Regions from separate parts of the Mus musculus genome. Here region 2 is linked to region 1. Evidence: chromatin contacts called from public HiChIP or PLAC-seq data. All regions are on one chromosome and are shown on one strand. The core of a region is the stretch at or near the end of the contact, and the rest is flanking DNA. Distances in the headings are between cores, read along the strand shown. Region 1 has its middle 11 kb from the start of Gm32330. Region 2 has its middle 23 kb from the start of Gm32485.

Region 1 (6,102 bases), core at 3,199-5,698:
CAGGTAGGAGGGAGGGAAGAAGGAAAGAAAGAATGAGGGAGGGAGGAATGAAGGAAGGCAGGGAGGAAGGAAGGTAGGAGGGAAAGGGGGAGGGAGGAAGGAAAGAACAAGGGAGGGAGTAAGAAAGGCATGTAGGAAGGAGGGAGGGAGGAAGGGAAGAACGAGGGTGGGTGGAAGGAAGGAAGGAAGGAAGGAAGGAAGGGGAGGATGATGATGGCAGACTGAGCTGAGCTGTATGTCTGGAGCCTCATGGGAACTGCAAAGGAGGGTTTTAGGGAAGGGAAAGTGCATTGTTTCAGCAAAGGAATAATTATTCTTCTATTGTTATGGGGATCCTACAGAGAAGACCACTCAAATATAGTCTGTAAGTCAACTGGAAGTCTTTATTACAGCCAGTTGGTCCACCTAGGTATCTGGGACCCAAGTGCAGTCCCAAAGCCTTTCTCAGAGTCCTTATTTAGGCCAGAAAATCTAGCTGGAAAGCCCCCCAGGTTCCCTTCCTGTCGCTGTGAGCTAAGTATACATTTACAAAAGCCAAAATATACAATTAGGAGGTATACAAAATATACAAATAAGGAGGTCAGACCTGATTCTTACAGAGAGTCTATATCCTTGGGTTGTTTTTCTTTCAATAATAATAATAATAATAAATAATTTGATTATTTGGGAATCACACCATGCACCAGGATTATGCTTACCTCCCAGTCGTCCTATGTCTGTTCCCTGTGACTTCCCCCAGAAAAAAAAAAAAAGAAGAGAAAAAGAAGGAAGGAAAGGAAGGAAGGAAGAGAGAGAGAGAGAGAGAGAGAGAGAGAGAGAGAGAACATTTTGTGTTTCCATATACTCACCAGAGCAGAGTCAAATTCCTAGTGCCTACCCGTCCCCCCAAGGAAGGATTTTAGCAAACAGGCAATTCTACTGGTCTCCTCCCAGGGGCCTAGCAATGGCTTATGTCATCATCTGCCATCACCTGGCCCTGCTGTGCCAGGTGTGGGCTGTGTAAAAAAGGACTGCCCACCACCCCAGCTCTCGCTCTCTGTTCCCAGCAGTCTGCTCCTGTCAATATGTCTGTCTCCATGTCCACTAGTCTACCTACTAGTCTACCCCTGCTCCAGGCCCTCACTCTTCTCCCTTCCCTCAATAAACCTCCTTATACCAGATCTGTTGTATGTCGTAAGTTCTACTTTCTGAGGTACCAAAATGTAGTCACCATAGACAACTCACAGTCCTTGTCGCACAGGGTCTGCAGCCTTAGGTGAATGAACCTTCCTGAATGGAGAAGACAATGGTATTTAACGTTCTAATCTTTTCAGGCTATCAGAGCATCATGTCTCCACTCAGGGCCAGGAGTGCTCCATTAGAGAAGAGTCTATTCTCAGTGGTCTCTAAGGCTCCTGCAATGTTACCCTTTTCAGAGCATAGATCCTGAAATCTCGTAGAAGATGTCTGAAATTTGGGACTGAATACAACCCATTTCTACCATAAAAAGTCAGAGGTCTAGTTCTAAAGCTGTTCCCGGGAGTGAATTAGCATCAAGACTGGAGATGGCCACACCCTCATGTGAAGCCTCCTTGTCAAGAGACAGACGTCATTTAGGAGAAGAGATAAGAAGGACATTCCTGGGAACCAAGCTTTTAGAGTCATTGCTCTAACTGCTGTCCTCATTCAGAGCGAACTGTGAGCTAGGGTTTCCTGGAACAACCACACCTGTGTCTTAGAGTGTGAGGATTCACTGACTGGTTAAAACTCCCCATTTTTGAAGCTCTAGAAGGTTGCAGATAAAAACCCCAAATCACCCAGGACTGCCATTAGTCCTTTTAATAGACCCACCTTCTGAATCTATCACAAAACTGTGACTTCACAGCAATGCTGGACAGGTTCATGCCAACCTGACACAGTTACAATCATTAGAAGGGTGGGTACTTTAACTTTTAAAATGCCTCTGTGAGATTGATCTGTAGACAAGCCTGTAGGACATTTTCTTAATTAGTGATTAATGCACGAGGTTCAGTCCATGGTGGGTTCTATAGGGAAGCAGGCTGAGTGTGAGAGCCATGAGTAAGTCAGTAAGCAGCACTTCTCCATGGCCTCTGCATCAGCTCCCGCTTCCAGATTCTTGACCTGTTTGAGTTCCTGTTCTAAATTCCTTTGAAAATGAACAGTGACATGAAAGTATAAGTCTTTAGATCACAATAGTAACCCTTAGACAGCAACACATTGGTTTTGAGCAATCTTGCCTGAGAATGTCATCGGAGATCTCTGAGGCCAATAGCAGAGATGCCCCACCCCCTTTTGTTACAACCTACCTACTTGATATCCTCACCAAAGCTTTTGGTAAGTTCCTAGGCTTGTGTAAGACTCTTGGTTTTGTGACCATGAAAGTTCATGTTATCCCTTCCACTGCAGGAAGTTTCATTCTGGGCAACCTGACTCAGTGTTCCTAGGTCATGGAAACTCAGACTAAACCAACTCTTCTTGTCTTTGGAGCAAGATTCATGGTTTATGCAATCTGAGTCACTGTTCTATTGCTGTGAAGAGACACCATGACCATGGCAACACTTTATAAAGATAAGCATTTAATTGGGGCCTTGGCTACAGTTATAGAGGCTAGGTCCATTATCATCGTGGCAGAAAACACGATGTCATTCACCACAACAGTAGCTGAGAACTATATCCTGGTCCAAAGGCAGAGAGAAACTGGGTTTGGGCGTTTGAAACCTCTAAGCTCACCCCTAGTGACATGCTTCCTCCAACAAGGCCACACCTCCTACTCCTTCTAATCCTTTCAAAGAGTTCTACTTCCTGACAACCTTCACATTTATAACCCTATGGGGGCCATTCTCATTCAGGCCACCACAATAAAATGGACTTCCAAAGAGGACTGTGCATTCTGGAGAGAGGGCTCAGCGTCTGTGGGTGCTTGCTGCTCTTGTCTTGTAGAGGACACTCCTAGTCCTGATCCCAGGAGTCACATCTGGGGGCTCAGAACCTTAGACAGGAGACAGAAACAGACAGAAATCAGAGAGTGGTAGAGAATAAAATCGCTCCTACCCAAGTGTTACCTCCAGGTGTTCAAGCATTCTTTGTAAATTTCTATTCCAAGCATCTGTTGATCTGAGCCCCCCTTCAGGTGGCTGGAAACAATTTCTTTCAAACAGTAATTATTCAGGAAGTAATCATGGACATCCTGGGTTCCTATCCCTCTTCCAGAGTTTTCTTTAGCCGTAAGACTCTTCTCATTCAACATTTACTGATTTTGATATCAACCTCTCCTCGTCTCGAATCTAATTAACTGCATAGAAATCTACTTAATACAATCTGCCTTCCGATCGGTCCTGCTTTCTGTTGCCAGTGCTGCTGGACATAGCCATGCCCCAAAGGGCAAGGCAGAAGGCTTTTTCCATCCTCAATGAAATTGGCCCAAGGCTTTTCTGTAAGTGGGCTGATGAGTGAGATCTGCTGTGTTTGATAACAACCAGAGAGACAGTTCACTGTTGACGGACTGCCCTGTCAAACAGGGGCCTGAGCCATTCTGCTGCCTGACTGGGAAACTGGGGGATGTGAGTTCCCTGTCTCTACAGAGAGTCCAAAGATGCCACCTGTGAATCTGAATATCAAGCTGTAGGCATTCTGCCTCCCCTCAACCAAGAGGCCATAGGGTGCCTCTCAGCTTATGGGAGGAGTAGGGAGTTAAAACAGGCCCCTTCTCCAGAACACAGAGAGAACAAGCTGCCATCCTCTCTCCCAGCAAGCTTCTGGCTGGGGCAGGCCTGACACTTGGGTGTCTGTTTGGAAGAAGGCACCTAGGAAGTCACCACCAAGCAAGAAAGCCCTGTCTAGTTGAGTCCTTATCAAGATGCTTCCAGACCTCCAGTCAAGACAACTAACCAATATGGGAGGTCAAAAGCAAAGGAATCCAATCTGGCGAGTCCCATTTGTTTTACTGAACTTTATCTGGAGACAAATTATGAAGAAGCCAGTCTGAGCTCTTAGTGCCTTGATCTTGTCTTAATTATGATGAAGAAACAGACAGGTGCTTTACCAACTCTTCATCTCACCAGAGACCTACTCTTTGAGGGAGCTGGGTAGACTTCATCAGGATATACACTAAGCACGCCCTCCTTCCCAGCAACTGACACCTTCCACAGAGCCAGGGCTCTCTGTGGCAGGCACTAAGCATCAGCAGCCTGCTGATAATTCTCTGACAACTTCATCAGCCTCCTGGAATACAAACAGCCATAGAAATATTGACCAGTTGGATTCTCCGGCCTTCAGAGTGTGAGCTCTATGGTTGTATCCAGACACTTCTGTTCCTACAACTGAAGTAGAGATGACAGTCTCAGCACACAGCAGACATCAAGCAACAGCAAGAAGATGACACCATTTGGTGAGGTTCCTCTAGCTGTGCAGCCTCGTGGTATGAAACATAACCCTTGGCTTCCCCATTTATAACACAAGCTGGCCTTCGAGAAAGCTTAGTTCCTCAGAGTCTCTTCCATGTAAAAGAGCACTAAGGGGTTTTGTTCCTGTTTTTCTTTCAAACGTCAGAAAAGCAGACTCTGGAGTAGAGACTGAAACCTTGGGGCGTGTTCTTGAGTTTGAAATAGTAAACAAATTAAAGAATTGTTTTCAACAACCCTGTACTTCTCAGGTTGCCATGGGAACAGGGGTCAGCCTGTGGGGACTGGAGGAGTCTTTCAGAAGGGATAGACCACCTGTGGTGAAGCTAACCTTTGAAGAAAGCCGGTTTGCTCCCTGCATAAAGCCTGAAGACTACCCTGAGAGAAATCCTACTCGCCTCTGGTCTGTTCCCTAGAAGTGACATACAGCCATCATTCAAATTAATGTCTGTGCAACTATGTTTGAAATGATCAGCTGGTTGGCCGAAAAGGAGCAGCTGGTTGGGGTTTCTTCTAGCTACCAATGGCAGACAGCCTCGGCAGACTTTAAGCAGTTTTAGCAGTTAGTAATTGTTTGTACTGATTACCACATTCAGGATTCGATTCACCTATAAGGGTGTGTGACCTGCCACATTTATGATTATGGGGAGAGGACTAAATCATTAGCTTTGATAGTTCTCAGAGCTGTTTATTGTGTCTCTGGAAGGCTAAATGAATGAATGTGTCAGTGTGATGCTGGTATTGGTTGCAACTTCCCAAACATAAAGTATGCCCATTTCTTGGATCACTAACTCAAATACACTAATGCTACCACTACAGATAAACAAACAAACAAACACAGAAGTCATTCCTTGCTTTGGATTGAGATAAATACTTCTTAGAGAATTCCCTTATGTTTATGTAGCTTTCTATATTTGAATGAGACAGAGCAAAGATCTGAACAATAATATTCATGTTTACAGCTAGCCTTCTTGGATCAGTGCCCAAGTGAGGTGGCTAATAGGATCAGCTCTGCGGCCTACTGTACCTCCATGCCCTCCCTGGGGAAGCTGCACCCTGGCACCACACTGGGATCTGGAATCCAAAGAATGTGTTTGCATTTATCCCACAACTCTCCTTTACTCAGGGGTCCACCCCTGGGATTCCATTCTGGTGACTTTCAAACGTGTAATTACTCATTAGTCCGTTCCCACAGTCATGGGGAGGACTTGTTTACTGTTCAGAGAGGGTGGGGAACGGAGTCTGGGAGTCTGCGTCAGTTGAATATCATGAATAAACACACATCTGCCGTGACCACAGCGTTCCTGAGCACTGGAGATTTAGGAATCAAAGTCTATGTCTTCGTTCTTCAGCTCTGGCACTCTCGGAAATTTGCCTGTAGACCGTCCAATAGCAGCCCCTGGTCCCGCCTGCGTCTAAGGCTCCTGTCAATAAATGATGAGCTGGGTTTGTGCAGCTTGCACTTCTATGTTTCTTGAGAGACCTGGTTCTGGTTAACACAGCCCTGTACTTTGGCCACACAGAGTTCTGGTGTCTCCTCAGGAGGTGAGAAAAGATGTGCCTCCCCGTGTCACAGCTCTCCAATACAACAGAAAGAGGCTCAAATCACATGCACAGAGCACTGGGCAGTGGGGAATCTCATCTGCAATCACCACAGGGCACAGTGAGTCCCCAAACCTCACACAAGCATACTTAGTTGCTG
Region 2 (5,519 bases), core at 1,464-3,963, 130 kb after region 1:
CATAATGAGTCAGGCACACCTGGATGTTGCCAGGTAACTGGGGGGGGGGGGGGGGAGTGGAGAGTAGAATAAAGGTCAACATCCAGAACCTGTGTTTGGACTTTGAGTGTTTTGGGGGGGGGGGAGTGAAGGGAGGGTAGCGCTGTGCATGTCAGGGTGAGCAGGGAGGGATCCCTCAGCAAACGGGATAGGAAAGCTTCAGCTGGCTCTTCTCCCTACCATGGAAGGAAACAGTGAGAAGACTGTACACAAACCACAAAATGATTCTCAGTGGACCCCACATCTGCTGGTGGCTCCCCAGCAGGCAGAACGAAGAGCGACATGTGCCTGCTAGCCTGTCAGGATTCTTCCTAACAGCAGGCCGAACTCATGAAGACAGCTCCTTTTGTAATATCACTTTCTATTTAGCATACCCTTTCCAAGCTTGTAAGAAACACTTTTTAAAAAATCTTTCTTTTAAAATGAACTTTTGCTTTCTAGTTCTCAGCTCATTTTTCTTTTGATACATGATGGCTTTTAATAAGTCTTTCCCTGTCCCCTTTCACTACATGAAAGCTTCTTTAAGTAGCCAGTTGGGGATGAGCCATAGTCCAGCTCATTCTAACTCAGTTATTGAACAGCCCAAGTTCCAAGATGCTACTCCTAGGGCACAATGTATCAGACAAGGGATGGGAACATAATACGTGTACCAAGGGGACACTCTTTGTCTATCAGTGGGTCACCAGTGTGAATGACCTCCTAGATCTGATCCTATTCTTTGCATGACACTCCATGAAGCTCTTTAAAAGAACATGCTCTTCAGGAGGACATGCAAATGATGCATGGGTTTGAGATGGATTTTCTGTGCATTCAACATGATTATCTAAGTGGTCTACAGCAATGAATTTTAAACACATTCTGTCTGCAGACATCAATAGATAAGTTTCAGTCTGGTGAGAACGGGGGGAGGCACAGTGAGAGGGAACATTATGGCCACCACACATGCCTCTCTTTCTGTCTGGACTCAGGGTGGAAGTCAACATGACAGTCACAGGGTTGCACAGGTAGCTCCGAGGGTAAAAGCACTCATTGAATAAGCTGGAGAAGCTGAGTTTGAATGCCCAGCACCAGCATAAAGGTAGGCATAGATTCATGTGTTACACCTCCAGCAATGGGAGGTAGAGATAAGAGGATCCTGGAAGTTCTCTGACTGCCCAGTTTCTGGTTCAGTGAGAGACTGTTTCAAGACACAAACGCAGAGAGAATGGAGGAAGACATCCAATGCTTTCCTCTGGCTCCACATGTATACATGCATACCTGCACACTCATGTGCATGTACCACACACACTCATATGCATGCACACTCACATGAATGTGTCACACACTCATATGCATGCACCATGCACACTCACATGCATGTACCACACACAATCACATGTATGCAACATGCACATATGCATGTACTATATACACTCACACACATGCACCACATGCACTCACATGCATGTACCATGTATACCTGCGTATAGCACATATACTCACATGCATGTACCACATACACTTACATGCATACACCATACACACTAACATGCATACACCACTCATATGTATGCACCATGCATACTCACATGTATGCATCACACACTCACATGCATGTACCATGCACACTCGCATGCATGTACCATGTATACATGTGTGTACCACACATACTCACATGCATGTACCACACACTCATATGCATGTACCAAATACACTTACATGCATATACCATACACACTAACATGCATATACCATACACACTAACATGCATATACCACACACATGCATGCACAATGCATACTCACATGCATGTACCATGCACATTCAAATACTCACTCATCCCAAAACAGAGGAAGAAACAAAAGAAGGAAAATGTGGCTGCCACAGACTGGCATCTTAAATCACAAATTTTCTTTTATTTTTTTCTTGTAAGTGTTTGTGCCTTCCTGAACTCTATACATCCAGCCTGTAAAGATGGATGCATCTAAAGAATATTGATGGTTTCCAGGGTGCACTCTGGGCAAGTGCTCCCTCTGTCCAGGCCATTGGACAGCAACCCTCACTCTACAGTGAGCAGACTGAAGCTGTTGCTCAGAGTTATTCTTTAAAGCCAGATGAGGATGGGGTAAGTGTGTGTGTGTGTGTGTGTGTGTGTGTGTGTGCGCGCGCGTGCGCGCGCTTCAGTCAGTAAAGTACATGCTATATAAGAATGAGGCCCTGAGCTCAGATTCCCAGTATCCATGTAAAAATGCTGCATACAATGAGCATACAGTCCATGCTTTGGGGAGGTAGAAACAGGAAGATCCCAAGATCAGCAAGTCAGCCTCATTAGTAAGGGAACTTAATTCAAAGATGAAGATGGAGAATAGTTGAGGAAGAAACCTGATATCAACCTCTGGCCTCCATACACGCACATATGCACACCTAAATGCACAAACATACACACACACATGTGCACGTACACACACATGCACACCTAAGTGCACACACACACACACACACACATACACACACCAGATGGGGAGTCAGGACCTAGACAGCAAAAAAAAATCTAACTGCACTCTTGCCCTGTGCATCACACACTCAAGTCTTTGCAGCAGGACTTCATCCTTTCAGACAAAATGGAACCTTCCTGAGCAGATCTCCCCGCTAATGGCGCTGACAGGCAGAGGCTGTCAGGCCACATTCCTACAGCTGTGGTGCATCGCTCCTTTCCAGAAACCTCACAATGCGCCTCATTTGTATTCTTCCTCTTTCTCAGGGAATGAAGTGGATTTCAATTTCTTTTCATTTATTTGAACTAAAGATTAGGTCTCTCGTTTGTTTTATTGCTTTCATTCTGAAGAGAAAGAGCGATGAATGCATCCATGAAATATTTCAGGGAAGAATAGAGCCGGGAATTCTCCATTAGCCCCATGCGGCCATTGTGTTTCCCCCTCTCAGCCGCAGGATTAAAGTTTGCTTCTATGGACATGAATGCTGCCATTTCCTTCTGAGAAATCACCCTTCTGTGTGTTTTTGTTCTGCTTTTTCAGTTCGGCTGACCTTGGATGCTGGGTGACTACACTTAGTAGAGTTACAAAATGCAAAATAAAAATAAAAAGACCATTCTGAAAGGGAAGTCTGGTTTTGGTGGCTGTTTTTTTTTTTTTTTTTTGAATATTCAAAACTATTCTGAGTCCTGTATGCATTGCAGACACATCCAACTCAGACCACTCTGAGTCTTACTGCTAAAAAAAAAAAAAAAAAATGTCCTTTGGGGAGCAGAGAGATGGCTCAGAGGATAAAGCCACTTGCCACCAAGCCTAATGACCTGAGTTTGCTCCCCAGAATTCACATGGTAGAAAGCACAAACTGACTCCTGCAGATTGTCTTCTGTCTGCCACCTGTGTGCCTTGGGGTGCAACAGCCCTTGGAATAAAATAAATAAATCTAATAAGATGTTTGAACAGCTCTTGAAATTCTATTTTCCTGTGTATTTATGTGTATATACTTACATACATATATACACACATACATGTGCACGTTCATGTTGGTGCACATGCATACAGGTGCAAATGCATATGTGTACAAATGGACATAGATGGTAGAGGTTGGCCATGAACAAATTTGGTGGAAATTCCTGACTCTTCCTGTGGGAACAGGCTGCTCAGAATGGCATGAATGTCTATTTGATGTTCTATTTTCATAGCCTTATGTGTCCCAGTATCTGTATTATTTTCATTCCTCTCAGCCCTTTTTGGAAGAATTTTAACAATGCACACAACTGAAAAAGAGTCAAAGATATCTTGAAACCAAAGATGTTTCCAGAAAATGTTCCCATGTTTAAAGTACAGTTCAAAATGGCTTGCTGTGGTCAGTGCTCAGTATCCCTTGAAGGAAGAAAGAAGACATTTTAACATGAGTTTCAAGTCACAATCTAAACTGAGACAAGTACCTTTTGGTAATTTTGGATCTACAACTTCTATCATGTCTAACATCTAAATGTCTCACTAAAATGGAATACCACCATCACCACTGTGTCTTCAGAGGCTCACATAGTATCATACTGAATGCAACAGTCACCACTGAGACTAGCTTGTTTCCCACATGTTGCCTCCAAACCACACAGCTAAGGTTACTATCAATTCCCTGAATGGCAAGACCAGGGAAGGAGCAGACCAGTAGTCCCAGAGGATGCCTCATTGGGGAAGTCAGCCACTCTCTTATAGTCCAAGAGATGAGGCAGTGCTCCATGATAAAAACCCAACAGACACTAAAAGATAAGTTCATGCTCAATAGAGTCAGGACAGTGCAAATGGTGTGTGTGTGTGTGTGTGTGTGTGTGTGTGTGTGTGTGTTAGAGAGTTGTCTCTAACATAAAAAGGACAACCAGAAACAGAACAGTCCTTGATGATATCCTGCTGTGACCAGTGCCCATATTTAAGGACACAGGTTCCAGAAGACCAATAGACAGAGAACTGTGCGATTTAGAACTGGAGACCTTTTAGAACCTCCTTGTGGTTCTTGAACCTCTAGATGTTAGAGACATATGATTTATTTCAAGCTCAAAAATACCCTTCAATGTGTCTAGAGATAGGATTTGACTCAGGCTAGGAAAGAACTGAGGGACACAAGTTAGCAGGGTATGATGCCCTATATGCCATAGAGCACAGTGCTCAGCAGCCTTCTAAGCAACAAGAAGAAAGTTGGGTTTTGATGGCTTTTTTTTAATATTCAAAAATATTTTGAGTCATGTATGCATTGCCTTCTTAGCCAAGACGTGGCATCCTGTGCTGGTTAAGATTCTAACTCATTTTACAGATGAACCCCTGAGCCATAGACAAAAGCCAGATGTGAGGTTTGTAAACTTAAGGAAGAAACACTGAAACAGTGGGGAGATTCCTGGAAGTGTGAGCAGGCTTTCTAAGCTGTCCACCATTGCTTACTTCATATGTCTAAATAAAACCCAAGGCTTGGAAAGGAACAGGCCCAAGGGACATCAGGAGATCCAGGACTATGATTTCTGCACCAGGTGAGATCTCTTTACCTGCTCCTTGATGCTTTTTTCCCCCTGTGGAAAGTCCTACTGTGGCTGAGTGGGTTTGCTTTTAAAATTAATTCATTAGTTCATTAAAACATCATTTTGGTGATAATGGATTGAGATGTTCTTAATAGACATCATTTCTGGTGTGTGGTGTTGCAGTAAAGTAGGAGCAGTGAGCATCTCTGAGCCTGATGAATTTGGCTGAGAATCAACGGGGGGGGGGGGGGGGGGAGAAGAAGGAAGGAAGGAAGAGAGACAGGAAGGAAGGAAGGAAGGGAGAGAGGGAGGGAGGGAGGAAGGAAGGAAGGAAGGAAGGAAGGAAGGAAGGAAGGAAGGAAGGGAGAGAGGGAGGGAGGAAGGAAGGAAGGAAGGAAGGAAAGAAAGGAAATAAAGAAAGAAAGAAAGAAAGAAAGAAAGAAAGGAAGGAAGGAAGGAAGGAAGGAAGGAAATAAGAAAGAAAGAAAGAAAGAAAGAA

What was found. HiChIP or PLAC-seq counts read pairs in DNA pulled down with a chosen protein or histone mark.
Region 2: a contact with region 1 is called in an H3K4me3 HiChIP or PLAC-seq map of bone marrow-derived macrophages, with 6 times the contacts expected there. The contact joins two enhancer-like sites. A contact is called at or near these places in 1 of 15 datasets of contacts at CTCF or cohesin (the NIH/3T3 cell line), 1 of 484 Hi-C or Micro-C datasets (cumulus cells) and 4 of 115 datasets of contacts at active chromatin or transcription factors (bone marrow-derived macrophages, embryonic stem cells, epiblast stem cells and 1 more).

Annotation. Positions count from the first base shown.
Region 1 is chr8:10,659,538-10,665,639 of GRCm38.p6, forward strand. No RefSeq gene overlaps it. Among named protein-coding and RNA genes, the nearest start is that of Gm32330, 11 kb to the right of the region's middle. Within about 2 kb of position 4,449, at least 87 of the 459 cell types and tissues checked have an H3K27ac peak or open chromatin away from gene starts, as enhancers often do. A contact at or near this core is called in bone marrow-derived macrophages, where this site is marked.
Region 2 is chr8:10,791,743-10,797,261 of GRCm38.p6, forward strand. No RefSeq gene overlaps it. Among named protein-coding and RNA genes, the nearest start is that of Gm32485, 23 kb to the right of the region's middle. Within about 2 kb of position 2,714, at least 41 of the 459 cell types and tissues checked have an H3K27ac peak or open chromatin away from gene starts, as enhancers often do. A contact at or near this core is called in bone marrow-derived macrophages, where this site is marked.